Regions from separate parts of the Zea mays genome. Here region 2 is linked to region 1. The links are chromatin contacts, called in public Hi-C maps. All regions are on one chromosome and are shown on one strand. The core of a region is the stretch at or near the end of the contact, and the rest is flanking DNA. Distances in the headings are between cores, read along the strand shown.

What was found. A called contact is a pair of places that touch in the nucleus more often than the background predicts.
Region 2: a contact with region 1 is called in a Hi-C map of ear, with 1.8 times the contacts expected there. The contact joins the promoter of LOC100273113 here to the enhancer-like site in region 1. A contact is called at or near these places in 3 of 25 Hi-C or Micro-C datasets (ear and leaf).

Annotation. Positions count from the first base shown.
Region 1 is chr5:21,344,745-21,352,439 of Zm-B73-REFERENCE-NAM-5.0, forward strand. No RefSeq gene overlaps it. Among protein-coding and RNA genes, the nearest start is that of LOC109939645, 59 kb to the right of the region's middle. Within about 2 kb of position 3,152, at least 19 of the 20 cell types and tissues checked have an H3K27ac peak or open chromatin away from gene starts, as enhancers often do. A contact at or near this core is called in ear and leaf, where this site is marked.
Region 2 is chr5:21,435,363-21,443,057 of Zm-B73-REFERENCE-NAM-5.0, forward strand. It overlaps LOC100273113 (putative beta-13-galactosyltransferase 4), which reads left to right and starts at 4,153. Exons shown (of 11, transcript NM_001147562.1): 1 at 4,153-4,288; 2 at 4,391-4,487; 3 at 4,593-4,648; 4 at 4,760-4,962; 5 at 5,061-5,124; 6 at 5,245-5,317; 7 at 5,415-5,535; 8 at 5,648-5,735; 9 at 5,808-5,933; 10 at 6,059-6,168; 11 at 6,789-7,429. The coding sequence starts at 4,392. The coding sequence ends at 6,937.

The DNA of each region.
Region 1 (7,695 bases), core at 1,902-4,401:
TGGGCTGGGGCACGCGGCGACATTCACTCGTCGGCTCAGGGACCCCCCGGTCTCGAAACGCCGACAGTTGGCGCGCCAGGTAGGGGGTTACAAGCGTCCACGCGGGAGAGGGAGCGAGCGGCTTCGAGCGAGCGCCTGTCTCATCCTCGTCCCCGCGCGGCCAACCCTCTCTAAGAGGGCCCTGGTCCTTCCTTTTATAGGCGTAAGGAGAGGATCCAGGTGTACAATGGGGGTATAGAAGAGTGCTACGTGTCTAGCGGAGGAGAGCTAGCGCCCTAAGTACATGCCGTCGTGGCAGCCGGAGAGATTTTGGCACCCAGCTGGTGTGATGTCGTGGCCGTCGGAGGAGTGCTGGAGCTTGGCAGAGGGACAGCTGTCGGGGCTGTCGAGTCCTTGCTGACGTCCTCTTGCTTCCGTAAGGGGGCTGAGAGCCACCGTCGTCACAGAATATGCGGGGCGCCATCATTGCCCATCTAGTGGAGCGAGCCAGATGGGACGCCGGTCTTGTTCCCCGTGGCCCGAGTCAGCTCGGGGTAGGGTGATGATGGCGCCTCCTGTTGACGTGGCTGGTCTGCGCCCTAGGTTGGGCGATGTGGAAGCTCCTCCGAGGCCGAGGTCGAGTCTGTCTTCCGTGGTCGAGGTCGAGTCTGAGCCCCTGGTTCAGGCGAGGCGAAGACCATCGGCTGAGGCCAGGGCGGAGTCCGAGCCCTGGGGTCGGGCGGAGCGGAGTTCGTCGTCTTCCGGGGCTTAGCCCGAGTCCGAGCCCTGGGTCGGGCGGAGCGGAGTTCGCCGTCTTCCGGGACTTAGCCCGAGTCCGAGCCATGGGTCGGCCGGAGCGGAGTTCGCCGTCTTCTAGGGCTTAGCCCGAGTCCGAGCCCTGGGTCGGGCGGAGCGGAATTCGCCGTCTTCCGGGGCTTAGCCCGAGTCCGAGCCCTGGGTCGGGCGGAGCGGAGTTCGTCGTCTTCCTATGGTGCCTTCGGCCGGGCCTGACTGCCTGTCAGTCTCACTCTGTCAAGTGGCACCGCAGTCGGAGTGGCGCAGGCGGCGCTGTCCTTCTATCAGGCCAGTCAGTGGAGCGGCGAAGTGACGGCGGTCACTTCGGCTCTGCCGGCTGGGGGGCGCGCGTCAGGATAAAGGTGTCAGGCCACCTTTGCATTAAATGCTCCTGCGATTTGGTCGGATGGTGCGGCGATTTGGTCAGGGTTGCTTCTTGGCGAAGACAGGGCCTCGGGCGAGCCGAAAATATATTCGCCGCTGGAGGGGGTCCTCGGGCGAGACGGAAATCCTCTGGGGTCGGCTGCCCTTGTCCGAGGCTAGGCTCGGGCGAGGCGTGATCGAGTCCCTCGAATGGACTGATCCCTGACTTAATCGCACCCATCAGGCCTTTGTAGCTTTATGCTGATGGGGATTACCAGCTGAGAATTAGGAGCCTTGAGGGTACCCCTAATTATGGTCCCCGACAATCGTCAAGCAGGGGACCTCAATCAAGCAGGGGGACCTCATGGTCGTCAGCGACTCTCGGGTTGTTCTGGGCACCGCATTCGACGACGACGCCATCACGTCGTTCAGCTCATCGTCCAGCTGAAGCCGAACCTGCCACGTAAGTCGCTACTGACCGGCCATGAATTCTTGTGCGCTGGGACGATAGCCGTTGCTGACGTTGTATGAGTGTCCTCGAACATGATGTATGTAGAGGAGTAGCGCATCTGGTGGTATAACGACCAGGGGTACTACCTTGTTGATGAGCCCGGGGTGTACTTCATTTTACAGCCCATCTAAGAGTCATCAGTACTCGGTATGTCGCGCGCGTTCGACGACTACTATATCGAGGACTGTGGCGTCATCTTGGCGGCGGAGGTGACGCTGAGGAGGACCGACAACAATGACCAGTTCTTCATCCTCGCCACCGTTGGGGTAGCTTTTGTGCCGGCTTGCCTTTAATTATCTTCGCAAACACACACACTTGCTTTTTTGTTTAAGCAAAAAGAACATATGGTGGTACGTGTCTGATGACTAACGATGTACGAGGAAATTTTTTCTGGCATGTGTGGAACATACTCTCCAAGGATGAGACCATGCAAATCGTGACATATATCGAAGTCTGCATGATACTGATGGTTGCAGTGTAGTGGTGAAACAGATAGATTAAAATAACAAAATTTATGTATGGCCAGAATCACAAATTGATTATGAAACATTTTCTCATAACGGTATAACACACATTTTGTTTAAATTATCATAGTATACTGGTATTATATATTCCCGTTGCAACGCACGGGCACTCAGCTAATATGTTAATAAAGCACCGCTACATGTTGTATCCTTGGCCCGTCACCCTTCTCTTCCCTGAAGAAGTCGAGGCCTGAAAAGATTTGGAGATCCTGTTTCATTTGCAAGAGGTAACACGATAAAGAGAGCACATATACGAGGTAAAGATATATGTTGATATGTAATCCCTTTTTGTTATTATAAAGAGGTACGGCTTATTCGTCACTATACGGTAATGAGCATCCAACCCTGAATGACTTAACAAATCTTCATTAATTGATAAGTCATCCACGATTTTTGTTAAGTCAAGTGGTACAATTGATATGGTTCCTCAAGAATCGTGACAGAAGTGTTTTATAATAATATGAAGCCCGCACATCATTAGTGCAAAAACATGTACTCCTACAGCGTTGAAACGTGAAAGCTAAAGGAAATGCCGAGAGCACAAGGCACATAAATATACTCTGCTTACTCCAACTAGTGCCGCCGCCGACGACAGAGATGGAAAGACAACGGGAGTACGTAAACAAACAAGGAGTATATATATATACGTCACCCCATCTTTCCTGAACCATTACAGGCCCCGTCCCCATCTGCCAACGTAACAGAGCAACGACATTGGGATCCCAAAAGGGCAAAAACACAGGAAAAAAGAAAGAAAAAGCAAGCGAGGCCAACCGCCATCCATCCTACACGTACACACACCACCCATAGAAAACAACAAAGCAAGCAAAGCATCACGGCACGGCGTGCGTCACTGGCCTGCACGCAGCCAGCCGGCCGGCCGGAGCTTTTGGAGCGGCAGCCAGCCCAACAGAGCCGCAGCAGAGAGCACAACGTGAGCCACCGTCCCTGCCGGCCGGACGCCAAGTCGGCAAGCGCCTCCTCACCGGCGTGGCCACGTGCCGCCGACCCGGCTCCCCATGCGGAGACGCACACATGCGATGCAGGCACGCAGATGCAGCCGCCTGCCGTTTCTCTTTTCGAGCGCCTCTGAAGTGAGCGCCAAGCAGCTGCAGGGACGTACATACGCCATTGCTATCCCATCGGAAGCGTTAAACTTTTGCAGATACGATCTGTCGCTGTCCGGTTTGGACGGTGAGAGTGGGAGCAAAAAGAGATTACTGTGGCTAATCTTACGAGGATGGTGATTGGTTTCTTTGATTTGATCGAAAGGGGAATCTGTGGATGAGTTGACAGATCGACAAAGCTATCGTTCTTGGCAAACCAGATTCTGCTGGCTATAGTAGTACAGAATATGCCATTGGTTGATGGGATTTCCAGAGGGATGTGCTGGGATCGGTTTGTGTATATAATAACGGTACATATGTTTATTTATTTATTTATTTTGGATATGGTAAAGCCCAGCGAGAAATTCCCCTTGAAGATGGGGGAAAAGGTGTACTTCCTGCTGTACATTACTTTTTTGTTGGATTACTGCTGCATCGTTTCTCTACATGAATAATATCACATGTCGATCGGTCAGTTCCATGCACACAACAACAGGAGAAACCTATCTTATATAATACGTTATACTAGTCTATCAACCATGCTGGCCCATTGGTTAAACTCTCATACTCCTTCCGGCGTAGTATTGGTAGTCATTTTAGACAAGGTTTAAGTTAAATTTATAAAATTTTGACTTCAAATAACTATTTTTTTATTTAGTTTTAAAACCTAATTTCTATATGCTCTAATTTGTCTTGACGTGTACTTTATTAAAGTATAAATGTGTTAAGAGTTTTATTTATATTTCTAACAAAAAAAATATTTGTCAAAGTTATATTTTAGAGACCGTGTCGCTGTCGTTTAGGGCAGCTAAGAGCATCTCCAATAAACTCTTTATTTTTAGCTCTCTATTTAACTCTCTATTTAATTTTTCATAATGGTTGCACTCTATATGTAGCATCTTACTCCAACAGACTATCTATTTAGTTTTGCTAGTCAGATGACTAGCCAAATTTAGCTAGTGAGAGAACTAATTTAGAGAGTCAGATAGCTTGGCGAGTCAAATAGCTAATCTGTTGGAAAGTTATTTTGCTGTTGAATAGCAAAAAATTAGCTTGGCAAGCCATTTAACTAGTCTCTTGGAGATGCTCTAATAGGACACCGGACAAATAGCCAAAATTATTCATATGTTAGACATATAATGTCTTAAAAAAATAAAACGGTAGTAATAACTAAAGAAAATGCTTATATTTAAGCACAGAAAATGGGACACAGTGAGTGACCGGACCCAAAAATAATAGTGGCGGCGATCGATATGAAAGAGGGACGGTGGTAGTTGTGTGATTGGGCACACCGCATACATGTGCCTGTGCGCAGTACAGCACGTGGCAACCCTGGCCGGCACGCAGGAATCATATGGGTCAGCTCGCCGGCCGCATGGCATGCATGCATGCATGCATGGGTGGCATACCGTGCGAGTGGTGGGGCGTTGGCGCCTCTCGACAACCAATGTACACTGTCGACGAAGGTTGATACCACATAAACTGGCAGTACCCCCGCAAAGCAGTACCTTAGTGCTACAAAAAAAATTCTTAAACATCACACTTAAATGTACTTTCTCCGTTCTTTTTTATTCACCACACCGTATTTTAGTTGAAAAGTAAACTAGCGAACGACAATTATTCGAAAACGAAGGTAGTAACTAATTAAAACAATACTCGCCTACAGACATCACACATGGCAAACTATCACGCCCTAATATTTCTAATTTTGGATTATAAATAGAACACACTGAATTAAAAAATATATAATGCTTTTAATATTTATATCCAACTTTCTAAGACAGTTTAATTTGGCACAAATTTAGCCATAGGAAAAATGTGTTTTAAAACCTTTTCTAAATTAAATTAATGGGTTTTGATGACATGATATTTATTTATTGGTTGCACCGGCGGATCTAGGATTTTTTTAAGGGTGTTTCATTCAAAAAATATCATACACATGTTTTTCAAAATTTATTTTATTATTTTTTTTAACAATTTTACAATTTACATCGTGATTTATTGCAGATGCATTAAGTTTTGTGGAAAAAATTGGTGGGTCTTTTCTTTAATCTTTTATAAGCAACCAAATATTGTAAACTTTTGAAAGAAGCTTCATTTATATAATCACTTAGCCTTTTGTACTTGGTATAGTCCATGGTTCAATAATTGTTTTTAAGAAGCTATATGTTACAGATGCTCTTACACATATTGTTGATGGAGATCTAATCTAGGCATACATATCTAGCAGATGCAAAATATTCTCTCCGGAAGGAAATAAAAGAGCTGATGCTTCATGCATGTAGTGGCAGGATACGCTTGGTTGCTTTCCTGGGGCACCACCACGTGGAGCGCATGAGAAGGGCGCGTTGCCTTCAACCCCAGCAGATCGATCGTTGGTACATCAACTCGAGAAATCGAGTGAGTACATGCAGCTAGGGTCCTAGTAATGTATCAACATGCATGTCCTAGAAATTGGGTGAGTTGTAATACAAGATTGGTCCCACTTAGTTTGGATCTGGCCCGCTATATATTACCTCCTCACGTTTGGTTGGTGCAACAAATGCATGTGAGCTAGCTCTACACATTGCATGACGCTACTTGTTTACACATTACTTGCCAATAATTCTATCTTCTTGTCTTCTAGAGAGCATTGGAGCCTTGTAGGGTTCAATGTTTTTTTAGTTAATTTCTTGACGTTTCGACATGTATATTGTACAGTTCAATGCTAGCTCTGCTGACGTTTCGGTTGTGTGTACTGTTTCACTACATTACAGAATGGTTAGGTCACGTTGAGAAACAGTACATTGTCTGCCAGTTAGTTAACTGATGAATTAAAGTCGCGTACTTGTTTTATTGTTTTCGATATTACGTACGTGTTTTGTTTTTTTGAACGAACAAGAATTGAGACCGCGGTGCTTATTTCTTTGACTAGCTAGTTCCCCGTGCTTTACTCTATTTGTTGTATATCATATAAATACGTATTGAGATATTTATTTAAATATAATTATTGTTTATTTCTAAATATTAAGTGTGTTGTCAAAACACACTTAGAAATGCTGTTGTGAATTCTTTTCCTTTTTTAAAACAACAAGATTGCATATGAATAGTATCCAAATAAATAAAATTATACATTATATTCCCATTTCACAGGCCATGGGTAAATAGTGGTCACTGATTTCTCTGTGTTCCCCGGTGGGTACACGAGGGCAAAGCTGAGGATTTAGGGTTTAGGGTTCAAGGATTTCTGGTACCATGAGTGATATTCATGTTCTAGATTTTAAAACAGTAAGTACTATTGTAGTATTTTATTGTTTTTCTTGTTAACAGTTTGCTGAAAATTTGATACCTTTATACTATTAGATGGTATGGTCAAGGGCAAGACCATGGGTATCGTCCATCACCTAGAGTCTCTGCGGAGCTCTTTGTGGAACTAAATGTATATTGTAGGAAGTGGAAGCAAGAAAAAACATAAGTTCCATCCTTTTGCATTGTTTATATATCATGGCAGATTAGTGACCCAGTCCCATTTATCAATAGTATGCATTCTTCTCGATAAGAATTTATAATTTGCTACTATGGATGGGCGGTATCTAACAAAAAAAATTACCTTAGGGCACCCTAAAACATGGGTTTTCGATCACTACAAAGAAAGTATTTTTATTGTTTGACTTCAACTTTCATATTAAGTGACTAGCAACTCAACAATCAATTCACCTTTCAGTTTCTTGTAGCCTTGTAACACTACCGGACACAACTGCTTTGTCGAGTGCTTCAGGCACTCGGTAAAGTTTGGAAACACTTGACGAAGAAAATTCGCCGTCACGGCGCCAAGTGACGATAACAGAGCTGTCGGGGACCGTAATTAGGGGTACCCCAGATGCTCCTTAATCCGGCTAGAAAACATCTTCAGAACAAACCATACACGGCTGATAAGGCACGGTTCAAGTCAAGGCCACGTCTACCGCGGGACGCGACCTCATCCGAGCCCAGCCTCGGGCGGGAACAGTAGTCCCCGGATGAATTCACGCCTCGCCCGAGGGCCTCCTCAGGCAGTGGACGCGCCCTCAGCTCACCCGAAGCCCAGCTCGGCCAGACTTTGTCGTGCAGCGACCTCGACCAAATCGCCTTACCAACCGACCGTATCACATGCGCATTTAATGCGGAGATCGCCTGACACCTTATCCTGACACGCGTGCCTCAGTCGGCAAGGTCGAAGTGACCACAGTCACTTCGCCCCTTTACTGACCGTTCTGACAGAAAAACAGCGCTATTCACCCCGCTCCGACAACTGTGCCAGCCACCCGGGAAAGACTAACAACAGTCACAGCCTTTTCCGAGTTCGGCCTCGGGCGCAACAGGGAGCTCCGCCTCGCCCGACCCCGGGCCTCGGCCTCAGCTTCGGTCTCGAGAGAAGGTCTCCGCCTCGACCGACCCC
Region 2 (7,695 bases), core at 2,903-5,402, 92 kb after region 1:
TGCCTCTTCGCCAAGGATGGTAACCGAAGGCCACCATGGATCGGAATTCGGAAGCAACACTTTCTGTACTCCAGATCGCTTCCTTCTATTCTAATAACCTTGCTTTCATCCTGGTGTTGACACCTTTTTGGAGGCGTCAATTACTCAAGAGAACCAGCGGCGGTGCTCTCTGGTCAAGCGCGGACGGTCCACGGCCCAGGGCCGGACGGTCCACGACCTGGTGCAGGAGCTCGGGTTCCGTGCCTGACGGCCGGACGGTCCGCGCTTGCGCAGGGGCGGCGGAAGATCGCCGGCGGCGCCTGAATCTCGCTCCCGGGAGGGACCCCGTCGGGGAGGAGAGATCCTAGGAGTTGTCTAGGCTCGGGTAGACCGACCTAGACTCCTCTAATCGACGTAGAGTCGAAGAGAGACAGAGAATTTGGGGATTGGAAGGCTAAACTAGGGCTAAACTAGAACTACTCCTAAGATAAAATGCGAAATAGAAGTTGTATTGATTCGATTGATTATTACAAATCGGCCGTATACCTCTCTATTTATAGAGGAGGGGGGCTGGACCCTTTACAAACTAATTTCCGAGCTTATCCCGAGATTTTCGCCAACAAACATAGCAAGAAACTCGGAACCCTAATCTGTTCTGCGCCTGCGCGGACCGTCCGGCCCATAGGCGCGAACTGTCCGGACCGTCCGACCCCAGGGCCGGACCGTCCGCGCACTCAAAATGGTGCTCAACACCTGGTTTTGTATTATTTAACATAATATAAAGTACTTATTTCTGAAGCATACTTGATGTGTTCCAAACTATAGTTTTTTTCCGGCTCAAATTTTGTGATTTTGACGACTAAGTGTTTTTTTCTTTAAAAAAAACAAAAGTATCTCTACGTCAAAACAAAAAAAACTCCATAGTTATCCTGCGCCAAACTTATTGAAGTTTTAATAGCTTTACTAGGTGAGTGCCCGTGCGTTGCAACGGAAACATATAATAACATGATAATTTATATACAAAATGTGTCTTATATTGTTATATGAAAATGTTTCATATAATCCATTTTTTATTCTGTTCATACATAAATTTTGTTATTTTAATTTAGCTGTTTCACTATTATATTGCAACCATCAGTATCATGTAGACTTCGATATATGTCACGATTTGCATGGTCTTATCATTGAAGAGCACGTACCACACCTGCCGGTACAAGTTCCCTCATACATTGTCAGTCATCAGGTATGCACCACCATACACGCTTGCTTAAACAAAAAAGGCAAGTGTATGTGTCTGCGAATAGAATTAAAGGCACGGGCCTCCTGCCAGTGGTGTTTGTTCGGGTTTCCAAGTAAGAAACATGGATTCATATTTGACGTTGGTTTATGAAAATGACTTACAAGTCAGGTCCATGAAAAAAAATATTACGGAGAATAAATATCACACATATAAAAAAGGAATTTAAGTTGAAAATATTATAAAAAAAAGAAATTGCATGCAAGGCTCTTCTTTAAATACTACTGTCTCCGTCCAAAAATATAATTCAGTAATCTCGTTGATAATTATCTACTACTACACATTGTGCAAGGGTAGCAGATGGGATTTGGGAGACATGTAGTAGATATTTTTACTGTAACAAACATTGACATAAACACATATATGGTACAGTGGTAGCTATGAACACATTTGCTTGAGGGGTCACGGGTTCGAATCCCATTGAGGCTACATTTGTGTTTTTTAAATTTAATTTAATTTTAGATTAGAATGGCAGCCGGGAATGGTATGTCCCTTTGCAGGGAGGGCGGAATGAGGATGGCTACCCCTTACCGCGTGCGTTAATAAGTAGTAGATATAGAGAGTAGCTAGCACAACATCCGTGTGGCAGTGGCTTCATGTTGGACTTTCATGCATCAGACAGTAACTACGTAGTGTCAGTAAACATGTGTTCTCTTATAAAACAATGTGGTCAAATCGAAGGAAATTTGACTAAAGAAAACTCTGTCGTAAGTCAACTTTTCTGGATCTATAAGACGGCATATTGTATTGACATCTATCTACAAGTTCAAACAAGTGCACTATCATCGTCACAAGACACCACATAATTGACGGCCGGAGAGTTTAACGAAAAAGAAATAACTACAATACGTTTGGAGCTTAACTTGAGACAAAAGTAAAATGATCAATAAGTAGGGAGTGGAGCGAGCACAACCTCGGAGTCATGAGTAGTCAGTCGTCATACGGAAAAACCTTGAAGTATCTATCTTTCCAAAAAAAAACTAATGGTCCTTCGTAGTAGTAGCAGTGATTTTCACTACCGCATGGCCCCATCATTTGAATTCTACAACTCTACAAGTGAAGCGAAGACAACAAATCAATGTAAAATAGATAACTTGTAATGTAGATGATACTGTTTACATAGTGAAATTTAAAATAAAGATGAGATCCCGAAGGATAGGCACAAAGTCGTTCCAGCTGTGAATTGCTTCTGGAAGATGTTGCTGAATAACCGAACGGACCTTAGCCTCTTGCAAAGAAAACGCAGATCAAGCTAGTGAGGTAGAATTGTGAAAAATCTCAGCAGATCAAGCATTCGCACAGTTCCCGACCCACACTCCCCGGGCCACACGGCATAGGATCATGGCATGGGAGGGCTTACTTCCAAACAGGGGCAGAGGATGGCGCCATTGACTTGACCAACAACCGGGGAGAGGGGGGCAAAGCCGGCATTTCCTCCAGGCAGTTCAAACTCCCCTCACTGCACTGTAGAGCACAGCAAACACCCAATTAATTGTGCCACTTGAGCTATATACAGCACATAAACCGGCCGGAAATGACCTGAACGGATCAAGTGGCCGCGGGCACTGTGCCGAATAAATCTCCCGATCGAGAGAGCGCCCGAGATCCCTTCCCTCCTCCAGAGTCCAGACCCCACTCTTCCCGCCCGCGCACGCGCAGTTGGTGCGTCATGTCCGTGGCTGCCTGCCTCTGCCTGCCTTCCTTCCTCCTTGGCCTGCTGGCCTAGCTTCCCCTTCACCCCAAAGGCACCAACCAGTGGTGGTGGTGGTGGTGGTGGCAGCAGCAGCAGCCCCAGCCGGCAGGAGGAGGACCTGCGCATCATCGGGAGCCCGGGAATCTAGAGGGTGAGAGTGGGCGAGGAACGAAAAGCCGCGGCAGATAGAGAGACTTGCTCTGGACAAAAGCGAGAGCGACTGCCGCGGGAGCAGGAGGAGGAGAGAGGCCGGGACCATCGCTTGGTGCCTCCTTCAAGTTCTTGGGGGGCTGACTGCGATCATGAGCTCTCGGCGAGTGAGGAGCAGCTAGTAGGGCCCTGACGAGCCTCCGACAGCGCTGAGGCCCAGAGAGAGCCGCGCTGCCCCTGGGGTCGGTCGTCGAGAGAGAAAGAGAGATAGAGAGAGGGGAACAGAGAGTGATTGGGAAAGAGATCGATGAAGATGAGCTTCAACAAGAGCAGCGGCAGCAGGGGCTGGGGGCAGGGAGCGGCTGCAGGAGGAGGAGGAGACGAGCTGGTGCTGCGAGGCTCCATCTCCAAGAAGTGGACCTTCCTCCTCTGCTTCGGCAGCTTCTGCATCGGCCTGCTCTTCACCAACAGGTAACGCTGCCTGCGCTGCGCTGCGCCCCCTGCTTCAATTCCTCCTCCTCCTTCCTCCGGCCGGCTCTTGGTTTGGTGTTTTGGATCCGTTTCAGCGGTTCGTTCGTTCTCATATCCCACGATCGCGAATTCAGTGTCAAGTTGACACGATCTCGTATCCCTTCCCTTCTACTATTGTCTCCCAATTCCCCGTAGCACGCAAAATCCGTGGCTCTTGGCTTCGTTCGTCGTCGTCCCACGGCTCCAAGTTTCCAGCTTCTCATGGCGCCTGCCTGTCCAGCGTGCCTCGCCCTCCCTGGTCAATGGGGGGGCGTCGCGTACCTGCCGGGCAACTAGTGCCGCTGCTGTACTGTACTTCCGTCGCCCGTATCGTGCTCGTGCTCGTGCCCTCTCCACTCAGCCCAAAGCAGCAACCAGGGGGAATGAAGAGGGCCCTGGGTCCCCGCGCGCCCGTGGTGATCGTGGAAAACTTGGACCGCGCCTGTGCTGTGCTGTACTTGGGCGACGACGGCCGTGACGCGCCTTTATTTGCCGGCGAAAAAAAAAGATTCGGGGGGTGCGGCGGTTATTGCGTCGCCGGCAGGTAAGGCGGACCATTTATCCCCATCCCGTGCGGAGCCGGTCCGCCTCCGCGCGCGAAAGGCGAGCGCTGCCTACCCGTCGACGCCCGCCGCCGACAACACAGTCACAGTCTCGCAGTGCGTGGCAGGGCGCCCTGTGCCTTTTTCTTTCACCGAGGTTGCGTATGGTCAAAAGAGCTGTACTTGTTGACGGTAAAAAGGACCGTTTGTTTGATGCAGGATGTGGACGGTGCCGGAGCCGAAGGAGATCATCAGAAGGTCGACGTTGGAGGTGGAGAAGATGAGCCTTGTCGACGGCGACTGCGCTCCGAAAAGCGTACGTATCGAATGCCGCGCAGTTGTGCTTCCAGTGTTTCTGCTCCGAGCCATGGGCAGACAGACAGGTCTGTAGTGTAAACATTCTCCTCGTGGTCGGTTACAGGCCGGCGATGCAAGAGACGTTCCCGGAGAGGTTCCAAGAACTCAAGATGTCATCCAGTGAGTAACCTAGCCTAGCCTGGCTCTTGACGTAGAGCAATCCGCATTCAGCAATATGCTGTATTATCTGTTCCGACTTCCGATCGAACTGTTTTGCCTGTGATCAATCAGGACGCTGGACAGGACGATCTCGAACCTGGAGATGGAGCTAGCGTCCGCGAAGGCGACGCAGGAGTCCATGCTCCACGGCGCCGCCGGCGCCCCGGTGCCCGAGCCCACGGGGAAGCGGAAGCACTTCATGGTCGTCGGCGTAAACACCGCGTTCAGCAGCCGGAAGAGGAGAGACTCGGTCCGCGCGACATGGATGCCTCAAGGTTGGTCTTGTCTCTTGTGCGTGCTTTTCCAGAAACAAGTCTCGTCCTGCGCACTCTGAAACTTGCTCTGACCGTCGGTTGGGTTCGTTCCACTGCAGGCGAGAAGAGGAGGACGATGGAGGAAGAGAAGGGCATCGTCATTCGGTTCGTCATCGGCCACAGGTGAGTGAGTAGTTCATATATGTGACTGAAAGACGACCTGACAGCTCTCTACGCTGTTAGTTACTGATTCAGAAAAAGGAAAACAAAAACAAAACTGTTGTTCTGCTGCCATCCACGCAGCGCGACTCCCGGCGGCATACTTGACCGAGCGATCGACGCGGAGGACAGGAAGCACGGGGACTTCATGAGGCTGGTAAAACGAACTGATCCCGTCGTCCGACTCAGTACTGAACTGAAGTGCTCTTGTTGGAATGTGCATGTAATGTATGGCCTCCTCCAACCGTTGACAGGACCACGTGGAAGGGTACCTGGAGCTGGCGGCGAAGACCAAGGCGTACTTCGTGGCGGCCGTGTCCACGTGGGACGCGGAGTACTACGTCAAGGTAGACGACGACGTGCATGTGAACATAGGTGCGTACAGACTGACTACAGAACAGTGCCGTCGACGTTGATCCCATGCATGTTCAGGTCCCGGCAAGGCAAACACAGTAGACTAACGAGTTCTTTTGGAAGCGCACTGCAGCGACTCTTGGAAACACGCTGGCGAGGCACCGCTCCAAGCCGCGAGCTTACGTTGGCTGCATGAAATCTGGCCCCGTGCTAGCCCAGAAGTAAGTCCCGTCGCCGGCCGTATAAAATGTTCATGTTCTTGTTGTCGCAGACGTTCATGTTCTTGCTGTTAGGGGCGTGAGGTACCACGAGCCTGAGTACTGGAAATTCGGCGAGTGGGGGAACAGGTACTTCCGCCACGCCTCCGGTCAGCTGTACGCCATCTCCAAGGACCTGGCCTCCTACATAGCACTCAACCAGTAAGCGTTTCCACTCGAATGCTGCTCACCCCGGCCGTGTGCTTCGTCCTTCCTGTTTTTTTTTTCTTTTATGAATATAAGAGATGCAGAGCATCATTATTGACCATGGTTGGATACGTTTTCAGGCATGTCCTGCACAAATACGCTAACGAAGACGTGTCCCTGGGATCCTGGTTCATCGGACTGGACGTCGAGCACGTCGACGACCGCCGCCTTTGCTGCGGCACGCCACCAGGTATATATACAACCTGACGCTTTCCCGTCTGTACGTCGTTTATGAGCATACAATACGTAGTCGCTTCCTCTAGCTACCAGTAGTCCAGTTGGTGTCAGCATGTGAAGGTGCCAGTGGATTGGTCTTCCAAGTTCTTTCCAACCGTATCGGTGGCTGGTCTTCTTTATACATACAGCGTGTGCGTGAGCGTGATCTGTCTGTCGTCTGTGGGGATTGTTTGTGGGGGGGAGAGGGAAACGCGGGGCCGTTCCCGTTCGGGGTAGTTGATGGTCAACTTCAGAGAGTAGGTGCGGCGTCAGCTGTCGGCAGCATGTGTGCTTGTGTGTGTTAACCATCCTTAGCAGTCTGCCATGACATGAGACGTCTCAACTTTCCTTTCGAGTGTTACGCTGCTTCTCGTAACGATTGAATCTGAAGGCTGCCAATTGATGGCGCCGCCGAGACGAAGAAACGTTGTTGTTTTTTTTTTACCTTAAGAACCGTGGTGGCAAAGACGCATCAGGCAGGTCCTCTCCTGTGTGTTGGAGCGCAGGAGCAGCAGCAGCGCTGTCAGCTGAAACGGTTCTTTGCCTAACACGCACACCAACTCACCAAGCTTCGCGCTCACCAAACTTGTGCAGATTGCGAGTGGAAGGCGCAGGCGGGGAACGCGTGCGTCGCCTCCTTCGACTGGAGCTGCAGCGGCATCTGCAAATCCGCTGACCGGATCAAGGAGGTCCATCAGCGCTGCGGCGAGAGCGAGAACGCGATTTGGAATGCAGAGTTTTAGGCCCCAGATAAATCGCACGCTTTTTTACAAGGAAAGCACGTACATACATACGTACGTATACAAGGGGACAACAAAAAAAACAGGGCTCAACAGTGTGTGCCTGGCTGCCACCGAAGGCTCACTCTGCTTTGCAAGTGCAGGACCAGACTGAAGGGCTTCAGATCGAGAGGGGCAATGTACACCCAAGTGTACATGCGTTATGGTAGACACAAGGGGTGTATGTTTTTTTTTTGGGGGGGGAGGGGGGGTGTTTTTGGATTAGGAATTGGATTATTGTAAGGGGATTTTTTCTTTTTCTATTTTGGTGCTCGAAAAGATCCCACGTTTTTTTTACTGATATAAAGACAAGCTAGGAGAGGATCATGATGAGGAAGAGAGAGAGTGAAAGGAGTGGGAGACTGGGCATCTCCCCCCACCATTCTTGGCGAGATCCTCATCGATGTTACTGGTTGGTTTCAAATAACATACTGTAATAAATTTCTTCTCCAAAGTAACTGAATTGTCAGCGTTCTTCTTTTTTTTTCAAAGTGAAATTGAATTCTCAGCTATTTTGTACCGAGCGAGAAAGAGAAACAGCACTGCTGTCCTGTCCAGAGAGGACTGTATATACTATACCTTCGGGCGATCCCGGCGAACTTTCTTCGGGAGACGGAGAGGCGGCAGCTCGGTTGATTCGCGGTGGCGTCGGAGTTCCAAGGGTAAATGCCGGCGGCGCTTCTTTGGCCGAGCCCAGCGATCGGGAGGGAGAGGATGCGCCC